2 separate regions of the Sus scrofa genome follow, and region 1 is linked to region 2. A link is a contact called in public promoter capture Hi-C data. All regions are on one chromosome and are shown on one strand. Each heading gives the region's core, a stretch centred on a gene start, on an enhancer-like site or on the middle of the called end of the contact. The rest is flanking DNA. Distances are from core to core; before and after follow the strand shown. Region 1 holds the start of DHX40 (probable ATP-dependent RNA helicase DHX40). Region 2 holds the start of YPEL2 (protein yippee-like 2).

Region 1 (5,562 bases), core at 1,804-4,303, 210 kb before region 2:
GGCAAGTCTTCGACGTACACCACAGCTCACGGCAACATCAAACCCTTAACCCACTGAGTGAGGCCAGGGATCAGACCCACATCCTCATGGATTCTAGTCTGGTTTGTTAACCACTGAGCCATGAAGGGAACTCCTGAAGCTGAAATTTTTCATAACTTTCTCTGTTCTACCTATAGGATTATAGTACTTAAACCAACAACGCTTTTGTACCTTAGAGCTGCAATCATCAAAACGAACTTGGTATCCTACTTTGGATCCCAAAGTGCATTTCATTTCTTCAGCAACCCTCTGAGCAACAGATATGGCAGCTACTTTTCGTGGCTGAGTCACACCAATCATGCCATGCTGTGAAAACCCTATCAAAACCAGAGGTAAAAAACACAGAAATGTTAACAATTGCTTCCCATTACAGCTAACTTGTTTCTGGTCAATCAATACAAACTGTTAAGAGTATTTCTAAAAGAAAACTCTAGGGAGTTCCTATTGTGGCGCAGTGGAAATGGATCCAACTAGTATCCATGAGGATTTGAGTTCAATCCTTGGCCTCAATTAGTGGGCTGGGAATCCCGAGTTGCTGATGCAGCTCAGATCTCGCACTGCTGTGGCTGTGGCATAGGTCAGTAGCTACAGCTCTGATTCGACCCTTAGTCTGGGAACTTCCAAACAAAACAAAACTCTACAGATTAATACCACCTTGTATTACATTTGCATAAATTTAAGTACTAATTAAAAATAAGACAACATATTAATAACCATTCTAAATGTACATATTTTAATCAGGTTTTTCCCATTTCATTCCTTTTTATTTTTTATTTTTTTGGTCTTTTTAGGACCACACCTGGGGTATATGGAAGCTGCCAGGCCAGGGGTTGAATCGTAGCTGCAGCTGCTGGCCTACATCACAGCTCACAGCAACACCAATCCTTAACCCACTGAACGAGGCCAGGGATCTGCATCCTGATGCATCCCAGTTAGGTTGATTTCCACTGGGCCAGAAATAGGAACTCCCTATTAGCTTTTTTTTTTTTTTTTTTTTTTTTGTCTTTTTGCCTTTTCTAGGGCTGCACCTGTGGCATATGGACGTTCCCAGGCTAGGGGTCTAATCGGAGCTGTAGCCGCCAGCCTTCCCCAGAGCCACAGCAATGAGGGACGGGATCCGAGCCGCATCTGCGACTTACACCACAGCTCAAGACAATGCTGGATTCTTAACCCACTGAGTGAGGCCAGGGATTGAACCTGCAACCTCATGGTTCCTAGTTGGATTCGTTAACCACCGAGCCACGACGGGAACTCCCTCCCTATTAGCTTTTAAGAAAAGGATATTTTTGGGAGTTCCCATCATGGTGCAGTGGAAACGAATCCAACTAGGAGTGATGAGGTTTACTTCCTGGCCTCCCTCAGCGGGTCAAGGATCCAGGTTGTGGTGTGGGTTGCAGATGAGGCTCGGATCTGGCGTTTCTGTGGCTGTGGTGTAGGCTGGCATCTACCGCTCCGATTAAACTCCTAGCCTGGGAACCTCCATATACTGAAGGTGTAGCCCAAAAAAGACAAAAAGACCAAAAGAAAAAAAGAATAGGAAATTTTTGGAGTTCCCATTGTGGCTCAAAGGAAACGAATCTGACTAGTATCCATGTGGCTGCAGGTTCGATCCTTGGCATCGCTCAGTGGGTTAAGAATCTTGGATCCCTAGTTGCTGTGGCTGTGGAGTAGGCCAGCAGCTATCGCTCCAATTTGACCCCTAATCTGGGAACCTCCATATGCCACCAGTGTGGCCCTTTAAAAAAAAAAGGGTGGGGGATATTTTTTAAATACTCCCAATATTACCCCAGAATAAAATTACCTGCTTCATATAGATACTTTGGAAGTTGTGTTGTTTTACCACTTCCTGTATTTCCAGTAACAATAAGGAATGAATTGTCCCTCACAGCCTGAATAAGTTTTTTTCTTTGTTTTTGAATAGGAAAAGTTGGAGTAGTTCCTCCCTCCTGTGATGTGCATCCTTTCTCTTCTGTAATAACAACAAAAAAGTTTATAAATTAAAAGACCTGTAAAAACATCACTAACTCAATTTCTCAGAAATGAAAAGAGAACGACAATAGAATTTCAGGGCTAGAAAGACTCAAACCATGACTTCTCAGTTAAATCACTCACATCCAATTTGCAAGTAAGGGTTTTTATAAGCCCAATGCAACTTTATAGTCAGCTCTAATAACTTGAGCATTTGCTAATGCATGACTCAAAGTATCTGCCAGAGTAAGCCTAGTATAAGGCAAAGTATTTGCAAACACACCTATACAGAAACACAAAAGCCAATTTTATTAAACAAAACACCCAAAACCGGAACACAGAAGAAAAACTCTCAGCTGAATTAAAAGCCACCTGTGTTTGCTTCTGATTCATGGTTCAAGTTAGGTCCCTGTTCAGAGTGACTGATATCCCAGAAGGCCAAGTGGTGGGTAACCATGGAAACTGGCTCCTGGAAACTGGCTCCCTTCATACCGTACCCAAAGGCAGGCTGGCGGCCCGACGAAGGGGCGGGGGGGGGGGGAAATGGGTAGAGAACAAAGGCTTTATGAGCCTATTTAAGAGCAGAACGCGTCTCTGCGCTGGGGTTCACTTTTTTGTACCCCAGTAGGGTTTTCACCCAACTTGCGTCTGGGACCGCCCCCCTCTAGACCAAAGTGCTCACTGGACGCAAAGTTCGGTTCCCGCTTGGAGGGCGACAAAAACGCTACAACCTCCACCCTACTCTTCTCTGCCTGCCTAAGGCAGACTTTTATCTTTCCCAAACCCCCCCATGCCCTAACTCCCGCTGGCCTCCGTAGTGTCCCGCGGACCGCACCTCTATCCGCGATGGTAACAGCCGAAGGCCGCTCTTCCTGAAGGTCTCTTGAGCGCTCACCTTCCTCCTGCCGCCTTGGCGCCCTGCCCGCGACGGCGGGAAACCGGGACATAGACCTGGCCCCAAGCGGAGGTGAGCACGTCCACCGATCTGAGGAGATGGGAGGGGAAAGGCGAAGACGCGCCCTGATGACGTCGAGGTGTTTACTTCCGCGCGTGCGACTCGAGCAAGGGGAGGGGCAGATGTTCGTTGACTTGGCGCGCGGCGGGCGAGCAGTTCCCCAACCCGCGCCACGCGGCTGCGAGCAGACGGTCCACCCCGGAGTGTCCTCCGCTGCCTGAAGGTGTACGCTGCGCGGGTGTTGTAAAGCCAGCCCCGAGGTCCGGAAGCGCTCCCTCCTGTTTCTCTTCTTATGCGCAAAAGGGCACGGGACACCTTTTTGCTCAGTGGTCCCTGCAAGCCTAGCCTACCTTCACACACCTAACGTTATGTGACCGTTTGCCAGGAGCTGGAACCTTACTAGAGGTGTTCCATAATATTGTCACTTTGCGTATCCTGAATTGACCCGTTTAAGGCATACATCCCACGAGTTGCAGAGCCGAACTTCTGGTTCCATAGGATCCAAAACTTACGTCGCATACGCTCTACATTCCCTTCGCAGGATCCTGCATTTTAATTTATTTCCATGTTTATTTTCTTTCCCTTTTCCCCAAATAGATGCAAGCGCGGCAACTTCAGAAAATCATGGAACGTTCAGCCTGGCAAAGTGATTCGAAGTGGGCTGGTTTTTGAATTTGCTGGGTGGATGAGTGAATGATTGATCTGCAGAGGAGTTAAGCTCACTTTTAATGGCTGTGGGTTCCTTGGAAACCACAAGCGCTGAAAAGTTTAAAAGATATACAACAATCAAGGGTGGGGTGACTTTTTCAGAAAGGCAATTTGGGGAGCAGTCTTCCTGACATAGAACCTTAAAATTTTGTTAAGTGATGTCAGTCGTAATAACAAAATCTGTGCAAGAAGGTTGTTTTCCGACTTTTCAACCATTCCTACTGTTAGAATTAACCAACACTGGAGTTCCCATTGTGGCTCAGCAGTAGCAAACCCGAACTGGAGGCGGGTTCCATTCCTGGCCTCTCTCAGTGAGATCTGGGTTATGTAAGGATACTGCGTTGTGGTGAGCTGCAGACCTGGTGTTTTTGTGGCTGTGGATCTAGCGTTGCTGTTGCTGTGGTGTAGGCTGGCATAGATGCAGCTCTGATTGGACCTGGGAACTTCCATATGCCGAAGGTGCAGCTGTAAAAAGGATAAAAAAAAAAAAAATGAACCAACACTTACAGCTGAAGAAAACAATGCAAGCTGTCACTGTGCATTAACTAAAGGCTACTACTCTCCTATCTGACCAACCTTCAGATGATGTCATTGGACCCCAAGATTTTTCTGTGCTCATTAAAAATTTGTGAATACCAACTCCTTTTAGAGGGGACGGGTTAACATCTCTGAAAATGCAAGTTTGTCATATTTTGAGTGAGAACAACTTTCTAACAAATTTATATCGCCAAAGCCTGGGAGCTACAAGAATAAATCTGGTAAGAGAAGGACATCCCAGATTTTTCTCATCCTTTAAGAGAATCTCCCAACCTCCCAGATTCTGTTAGAAATTCAAAATATTCAAATCACGAGTTGTGGCTCAGTATAGTAGGTTAAGGACGTTGTCTCTGGGAGAGTGTAGGTTCCATCCCTTGGCTCACTCAGTGGGTTAAGGATCCAGTGTTGCTGTGAGCTGTGGTGTAGTTTGCAGACCTGGCTTCAATCCCGAGTTGCTCTGGCTGTGGTGTAGGCCAGAAATGGCAGCTCCAATTCGATTTGACCCCTAGCTTGGGAACTTCCATATGCTGCAGGTGCAGCCCTAAAAAAAAAAAAAAAAAGGAAAAGAAAGAAAATAACCATTATACTATAATGGGAGATGGAATTCTCTAAATCTTGGTGGCTAATACATTTTCTTCCAATGTTTGTAAATCAGCTATTAGAGAATGACTCTGTTCTCATGTGAGAACCACCTAGTGAGAGTATCCAGAATAAAACCTGCAAGCCAAGAATAAAGAAAAGTAAAAGTGAAAAACTCAAATGTTGATTTTAAAAATCAAGGAAATTTAGGAGTTCCTGTTGTGGCTTAGTGGCTAACGAATCCGACTAGGAACCATGAGGTTGTGGGTTCAATCCCTGGCCTCGTTCAGTGGGTTAAGGATCCGGCATTGCTGTGAGCTGTGGTGTAGGTTGCAGATGCAGCTCGGATCCCGAGTTGCTGTGGCTCTGGTGAAGGCCGGTGGCTACAGCTCCGATTAGACCTCTAGCCTGTGAACCTCCATATGCCGCAGGAGCGGCCCTAGAAATGGTAAAAAGACAAAACAAAACAAAACAAAACGAGGACATTTAAAATATGTTGCCATTAATATGCTCAGGGCTATTGCATATTGAAAGATCAACAATTATTTCCTGCCTAGTGAGTTTACAAACTACAGTGGCAAACAAGATACAAACATAGGATGAAAATGGAAAGTACATGAGTTGGATCTGAGAAGAAAAGTCAGTGTTCCCAGCAACATTGAATCTATTTCATGTTATCTTTGGGTCACAAGGAAAACCTGAAAGAAATGATATGCAAAGAAGTAAGAGAAGTATACCTTGCACCCTACTGCTATTGCTCATAATCAGTCTTTCAA
Region 2 (6,040 bases), core at 2,439-4,938:
CTGTTACAAAACAAAGAACCAGAGCGACGGTAAGTAAGGAGACTTGCACCTCTTCTTATTAAACAACTGTTGACAGACAAGCCCCTGGGCAACCCCCCCCCCACCCCGATCCCCAACAAAAATAAAATCGCCAGTCTGCCCTTCCCCCTGTGGAATGCCCAGATGTTAAATAAACAAAATCAACCTTTTCTGCTGGCCAGTTGGTAATATCCCTGGCACAATGACTGTGTCATCCACTCAAAACCATTAAAATCATTAAAACTGAAAATTCACATAATCTGTAGCTAACACAGCAAGCACTACTCAGGACCCCAACTCCTAGAAACATCCAATGGCATAGGACAGCAAGCGGCAGCCCTCAAATGGGCTGGAGCAGGGTTGTGTGGGGAAGGAGTGGGGGGCCTGCCTTTTTGGGCCAATGCTTCATGGAAGCTGAAAGCAAACACTATACCCTTACTTTTCAAAGCCTGGGCTAGTGGGCCAGATGAGTCATCCTGGATTTACACAGTGTGGGTCACAGATCTGATGAAGGTTTTGCATACTTCACATCTAAGTTAATGCCTTTCATTGTTCATTGCCCCCAATTCCCCCTAGATCAGGGTTTCTTATCAATCACCTGCCTCACAACTGTATGGCCCACTTATTAGAAATGTGCCCTGGAGTTCCTGCTGTGGTGCAGTGTTAAGAACCTGCAGCAGCTCCGGTTGCTGGATAGTTGTGAGTTCAATTCCCCACCACCACCCCTATCAATCCCTGGCCCAGGAACTTCCATATGCCACAGGTGCGGCCTTAAAATTTAAAAAAAAAAAAGAAAGAAAGAAAAGAAAAAGTGCCCCACTGAGAATAAACAACTCCAGAGTGCACTCATAAACTGCATTTTAAAAATACTACCCAGATCATTTCTTTTTCTTTTTCTTTTTTTTTTGGTCTTTTTAGGGCTGTACCCATGGCATATAGAGGTTCCCAGGTTGAGGGTTGAACTGAAGCTGTAGCCACTGGCCTACGCCACAGCCACAGCAATGCTAGATCCAAGCTGTGTCTGCGACCTACACCACAGTTCACAGCAATGCCAGATCCTTAACCCAGTGAGCAAGGCCAGGGATCGAACCCGCAACCTCATGGTTCCTAGTCAGATTCGTTAACCACTGAGCCACAACGGGAACTCCTAGAGCCATGTTTCTTAAACTTTGGGCAGTGACCTGTTTGGTCAAAAAAACCAAATTCATGAGTCATGACCAGCAGCTGATTTTTTTTTTAACTAAGTAGGAAAAAATTATAAATAGAACACACTGCAGGTAGTAAGGGCAGTTATTTCCCGACACTTATGCAGTTGCGGACCTCTGTGCAGTGATGTCAAATGTATTCCTCACTGTGAACCCCACTCAGAGTTTGAAAACCACTCTCCTAGAGGGAAAAAGGAAAGCAATATTTTTGTGCATGGTGTTTATTTTCCATTTTCTACCCCTAACTCCAAGCTTCTGGATTTTAGTTCAAGCACAAAAATAGCAAGATGGAGAGGCTGTTATCAAATCCTAAACTGATAAGGCAAAGCCAAACTGAGGAGGGGGATGAGCCCAAGGCCACCACCCTGCTCCAGCCTGAGACCCTTATCATGGAGCCGATGATAAGGAAAGGTACTAAAGGGAAGTTTGCACGACCTTTCTCAGGCTGCATCAGTTCCTTGGTGAAGAATTTTGAGCCACTCATTAGCGTAGATTAGGGTCAGAAAGAACTTAGGTTCAGCCCAACTTTGCAGTCCACGGCCGTGACTAGGTCAAAGGAAAGTCAGGGATGGAAGGGTGAATCCAGGCTCACTTGCTCACAAGGCCCTGAATCAGGAAAGCACGGGAGAGCATCAAGCAGGTGAAGTCCCACCCTAGAGCCAGAGACAAAAGTTGCCTTGGGCAAATCACTTAAATTCTCAATTCAATCCCCTAGGTTCCTCCAAGGCTTATGCTACGTGAGCAAGTGGAGCACAGAGAATAAAACAGTTTCCCTTTTCGTTCCATGCAGGGAATTGCACATCTTGCTGGACCCGAAGAGAGGAACATGGGAGGAAGAGCAGGAGAAAAAAAAAAAAAAAAAAAAAGATGAGTAGCTAGCTGTTGTGTCAGATTTTTGGACTTACTGAAAAGAGCCTCAAGCCCCTTGGACAAACTGACAAGGAGGCGAAAAAGCAGAAATCCCAGCAAAGCCCAGGAGCAGTTTCCTGTACCATTCACGGCCTCAGAGCTGTGGGAGGGTCAGCTACATGCAGAACAGAGGACACTCACTCTCTTGGCTTTGTAAGCTCTTGTAAGCTGAGAGTGAAGTCAAAAGTGGCAGTCTCCTGGGCTGGGTCCAAAAGAACAGGTGGTTCCCCCCCACCCGTCAAAGAGAGAAAAACCACCACTTGGATAAAGGCACCCAGAGAGGTCAGTGGCCAAGGAGGATGAACTTGAAGCAGTGAGAGGTTGGGGCTGCCCCTCAGCACCAGTTCCTGGGAGGTACTCGCTGGAGAGGCCCCTACATTCCGGCGGGCAGGAGAGCACTCGCGCCCACCCCCTTGGCAAGGGCACTGGGGAGGCGCCGGGAAGCGGCCAGGCAGGAACTCGGCTGCGGTTACCTCGGCCCGGAGCTGGCCAAGCGCTCCTGGGAGTTTCGAGGGCGGCCAGTCCCCCGAAGGCGGGGGCACTGAGGGCGGCGCCCCCAGATCCAGTGTCTCCTGCGGAGACTTAGCGTCCTCGGAGACAGAAAACGCCCGTAGTCCCTACCCTGCCCCCCACGGAGTTTGAACTACGGGAACTACGCTAAGGAAGCAGCAGCAACTGAGTCTCCAGGTTCCCTCCACCCTACCCTCGCCGCCTAGCCGCGCGCCCCAGACTAGCCTGGCTCGCCACACAGGTCCTCAGCCCCGACCGGGGAACCCGGGCCACCTGGGCTCCCGCCGCGGGCCGCCGCCTGAGCTCCGCAGTGTTTGTAAACAAACCGGTCACGTGGCCCCGGCGGCCTGCTCCCCGCCCCCTGAGCCCGCGGCCCCCCGGGGAGACCCCCCCCCCAGCCAGACCCCGCCTCGGCTGCGAGGGGCAGAGGGCGCCGCGCGCTCTGGAGAAGCCGGGCCGCAGGAGCCACGGGACCTGAGCCCAGTGCCCGGGGCCGGGCGCCCGAACTGACAGCGCGTCCCACGCCCACGCACGCCCGGCCCGCGCAGCGCTCGCATCTGCTTACCCGGCAGCAGGCAGCCCCGTCCGGCCAGCGCTGAGCTCGGCTCCGCGGGGGTGCGCAGCAGCGAAGGACCGCCCGGCCGGATCCCGGGCTCTGGGCGCGCTCTTAAAGCCACAGTCTCCGCCACTGCCGCCGCCGCCACTCCGCATCCCTCCGGGTTGGGGCCGGGGGCTGCCCGGTGACGGACGCACCCCCGCGCCTATCCCCTCGGCTCAGCACATAGCAACACGTCGCGGGTTGGCTCGGCCCGGCCGCAGCCCATCCGCCCTGAGCCAATCAGCGAAGGACGGAACTCCGCCCCCTGCTTCCCCTACCTCCCACCCCCCACACCCCCACCCCTCGGGCCCGGCCGGGCTTGGGTGCGGGGAGTGCGGCGGGTGCCCAGTCTGGCCCGCTGAGGCTCAGCCAGTGGAGCCTGTCCAAGCAGGGCAGCTGGCCGGCGCAACAGGGAGAAAGGGTGATGTGGTTGGGTAGGCTCTCTCGGCGCCCAGGAGGAGACCGTTTATTTGAGTTTGGAGTTTGTCCCCAGGTCAAGGCTGGGATTTTCAGAACCCGGGGAAGGGAGAGGAGAGGCTTTACAGTGCTTCTCCTACTTGGGGCGGCCAAGAGAGTAACTCCCGGCTCACGCCTTAGCCATCCCTAACTCAGAGTCTAAGTTACCTGAAAAGGCTCTCGGGACCCGCAGGAGTTGAGTTTAATAAAGATGGTGACAGCCCGACAGGACCCTAGCCAGGCCCTACTCAAAAGCGAGGCATTTCCCCCTTTTCTCTCTGCTCTGCTTAAATGTAGCTAATTAAAAGTGGGAAAGACACATTCGGGGGACTTATAAGGCAACTAGCCCCCAATTGCTGGCGATTTCCCGATGCTTTTGGAGAGAAATGATTCGCCCAGGAGAATAGGATGGTCAGTGACCACAGGGGAGGCACCCACGTTCTGGGTCAGTGGAGTGGTGCTTTTCAAGGAAGAGAAGGTTAAAAAACAGCCCAGGGCAGTCAGGAAATCTAGGGAGGCACCAGGTGGGTGGGGTGGGACAGTCTCCCAGCAAGAAAACAGGTCAATTTCGGAAAGAATGCTGTCAGGGATCAGGGGCAGAGAGCAGCCCAGCCTTTTCAGCTGCCCACTGTGGTTCTGCAGTCCCTCAGAAAGCAGTAGGAAGCCCCATGTTTTATTGAGTTGCTGTCAGAATGTGAGATGTTTCCGGAGGTGCTGCTGACTTCAATCTCCTTCTACACACTGGTTTGCTCATAAAGGGAGAATGGCACTGGGGTAGGTCCCCAGATGCCTCAAACCAGGTACCCAGGTACCGGAACTCCACCCAGCTGTCTTTAAAATAGATGTGATTCAGTTAATATACTTTGTGTTCAGATTGTATTCAGTTAATACATATTGCATGGTTTGATATGAATCCAGTCCTAATGTTAGTAAAAAACAAACAAACAAAAAAAACCCCATCAAATCTGCAGTTCTCTGTAAGCAGGAACAGGTCACTGTTCACAAGCAACAAACTTGGAAAATCTAAAACAGAAAAAAAAATGCTTTTCAGATAAGAAAAATTCATGACCAAGAAAGGTTTAATAATTAATCTTTAGAGGTGGTAGATTCTTTAGGTGATCCAGAGCTTGATTTCTGCCCTGATCTGCCATGTGGGCATATTTCTTTATCTCTCTAGGCCTTAGTTTCCACTGTTTAAAACAAAGATTGAAATAGGATCATCTCTAAAGTCCCTTCCCCCTCTAAAATCTAAGCAGGGCCAGGAAGTCAAACTTGTTACAACATTTCAGGCTATATTCTCCTAGTGAATATTGGTGTTGCCAGATCACCTCTTCCCATCAGTGGATGTTGCTTTAGTTTAGCATCCTAGGATGTGGGTATGTTATGTAACAAGATTGGTGGCTACTGTTTCTGTTTAAATAAAAGATAATGTTAGCAAAGGAGGACAAGCCTGGGGCCCAGGTTCAGAGGGAGATCTGAGGACCCCTGCAGGCCTGCTGTGTGTATGCAGGGAACTGGAAGAGTCAAACAGGCTGCAAAAGACCAGGAGACAATAGAACCAGCCAGGCAGCCAACAAAAAAGATATAATAAGCCTCATCATGCCTCCTCCCAGTCAAAAGAGCCAAGCATTGTGAGTTGTTAGGCAAGAAGATAGAAGTGAAACAAAGTAGTAGAAGCAACTTCTCTTCCTCCCTGAAAGCAGCTCTGATGGCCCCTCCTCATATGCATTTACTCAGGGCCTGGTCTGTGCAGAATTTCCTGCTTGGCTTGGACCATAATATTCCTTTGAGTAAGAATCTACTTACTCAAAGGAGAAGATGAAGAGGCCAATGGAGAGTGTGTGAGAACAGACAGATACTTTTATCTGTAGGACAAAAAAGAAATGGAAAATTAGAGAGAGGTAAATAAATTTGTTTTGATTTAGCCAGAGGGTTGGTTGGTGTGTTTTTCTCTTTTTTAATCCTAGCAATGAAAGTTTGAGAAGTTCCTAGCCTCCCAGGCAGGTTATCACCTTGGCTTTGTCAGTGGCCAGGAACCTTGTCTGCTCTGTGTATGGCGAAATTCCTTCATTCCCAAAGGCTTTGCAGCCATTCTTTTCCTTCATTCCCTCTCTCCAATCCCACATTCCTAACTGTTGCCACATCCACAACACCTTTACCATGAAAAGATCACATTGAAAAAAAAAAATAATAAATCACATTGTGTTGCTGGCACATGGTGTTTTGGTCACATTGTGTTTTGTGTTTTGTTTATGGCCACACCCTTGGCCTATGGACATTCCCCGGCCAGGGATTGAATCCCAGCCATAGCTGTGACCCAAACGGAAGCCGTGGCAATGCCAGA

Evidence for each region. Promoter capture Hi-C pulls out the DNA fragments that hold promoters and counts their contacts.
Region 1: a contact with region 2 is called in a promoter capture Hi-C map of liver, with 2.2 times the contacts expected there. The contact joins the promoter of DHX40 here to the promoter of YPEL2 in region 2. A contact is called at or near these places in 2 of 5 promoter capture datasets (fetal skeletal muscle and liver), 3 of 47 Hi-C or Micro-C datasets (embryonic fibroblasts, fetal skeletal muscle and mesenteric adipose tissue) and 1 of 2 datasets of contacts at active chromatin or transcription factors (alveolar macrophages).

Annotation. Positions count from the first base shown.
Region 1 is chr12:35,779,045-35,784,606 of Sscrofa11.1, reverse strand. It overlaps DHX40 (probable ATP-dependent RNA helicase DHX40), which reads right to left and starts at 3,053. Exons shown (of 18, transcript XM_005668994.3): 1 at 2,903-3,053; 2 at 1,841-2,008; 3 at 211-356. The coding sequence starts at 2,954.
Region 2 is chr12:35,570,796-35,576,835 of Sscrofa11.1, reverse strand. YPEL2 (protein yippee-like 2) reads right to left here and starts at 3,688. Exons shown (of 5, transcript XM_003131686.6): 1 at 3,208-3,688.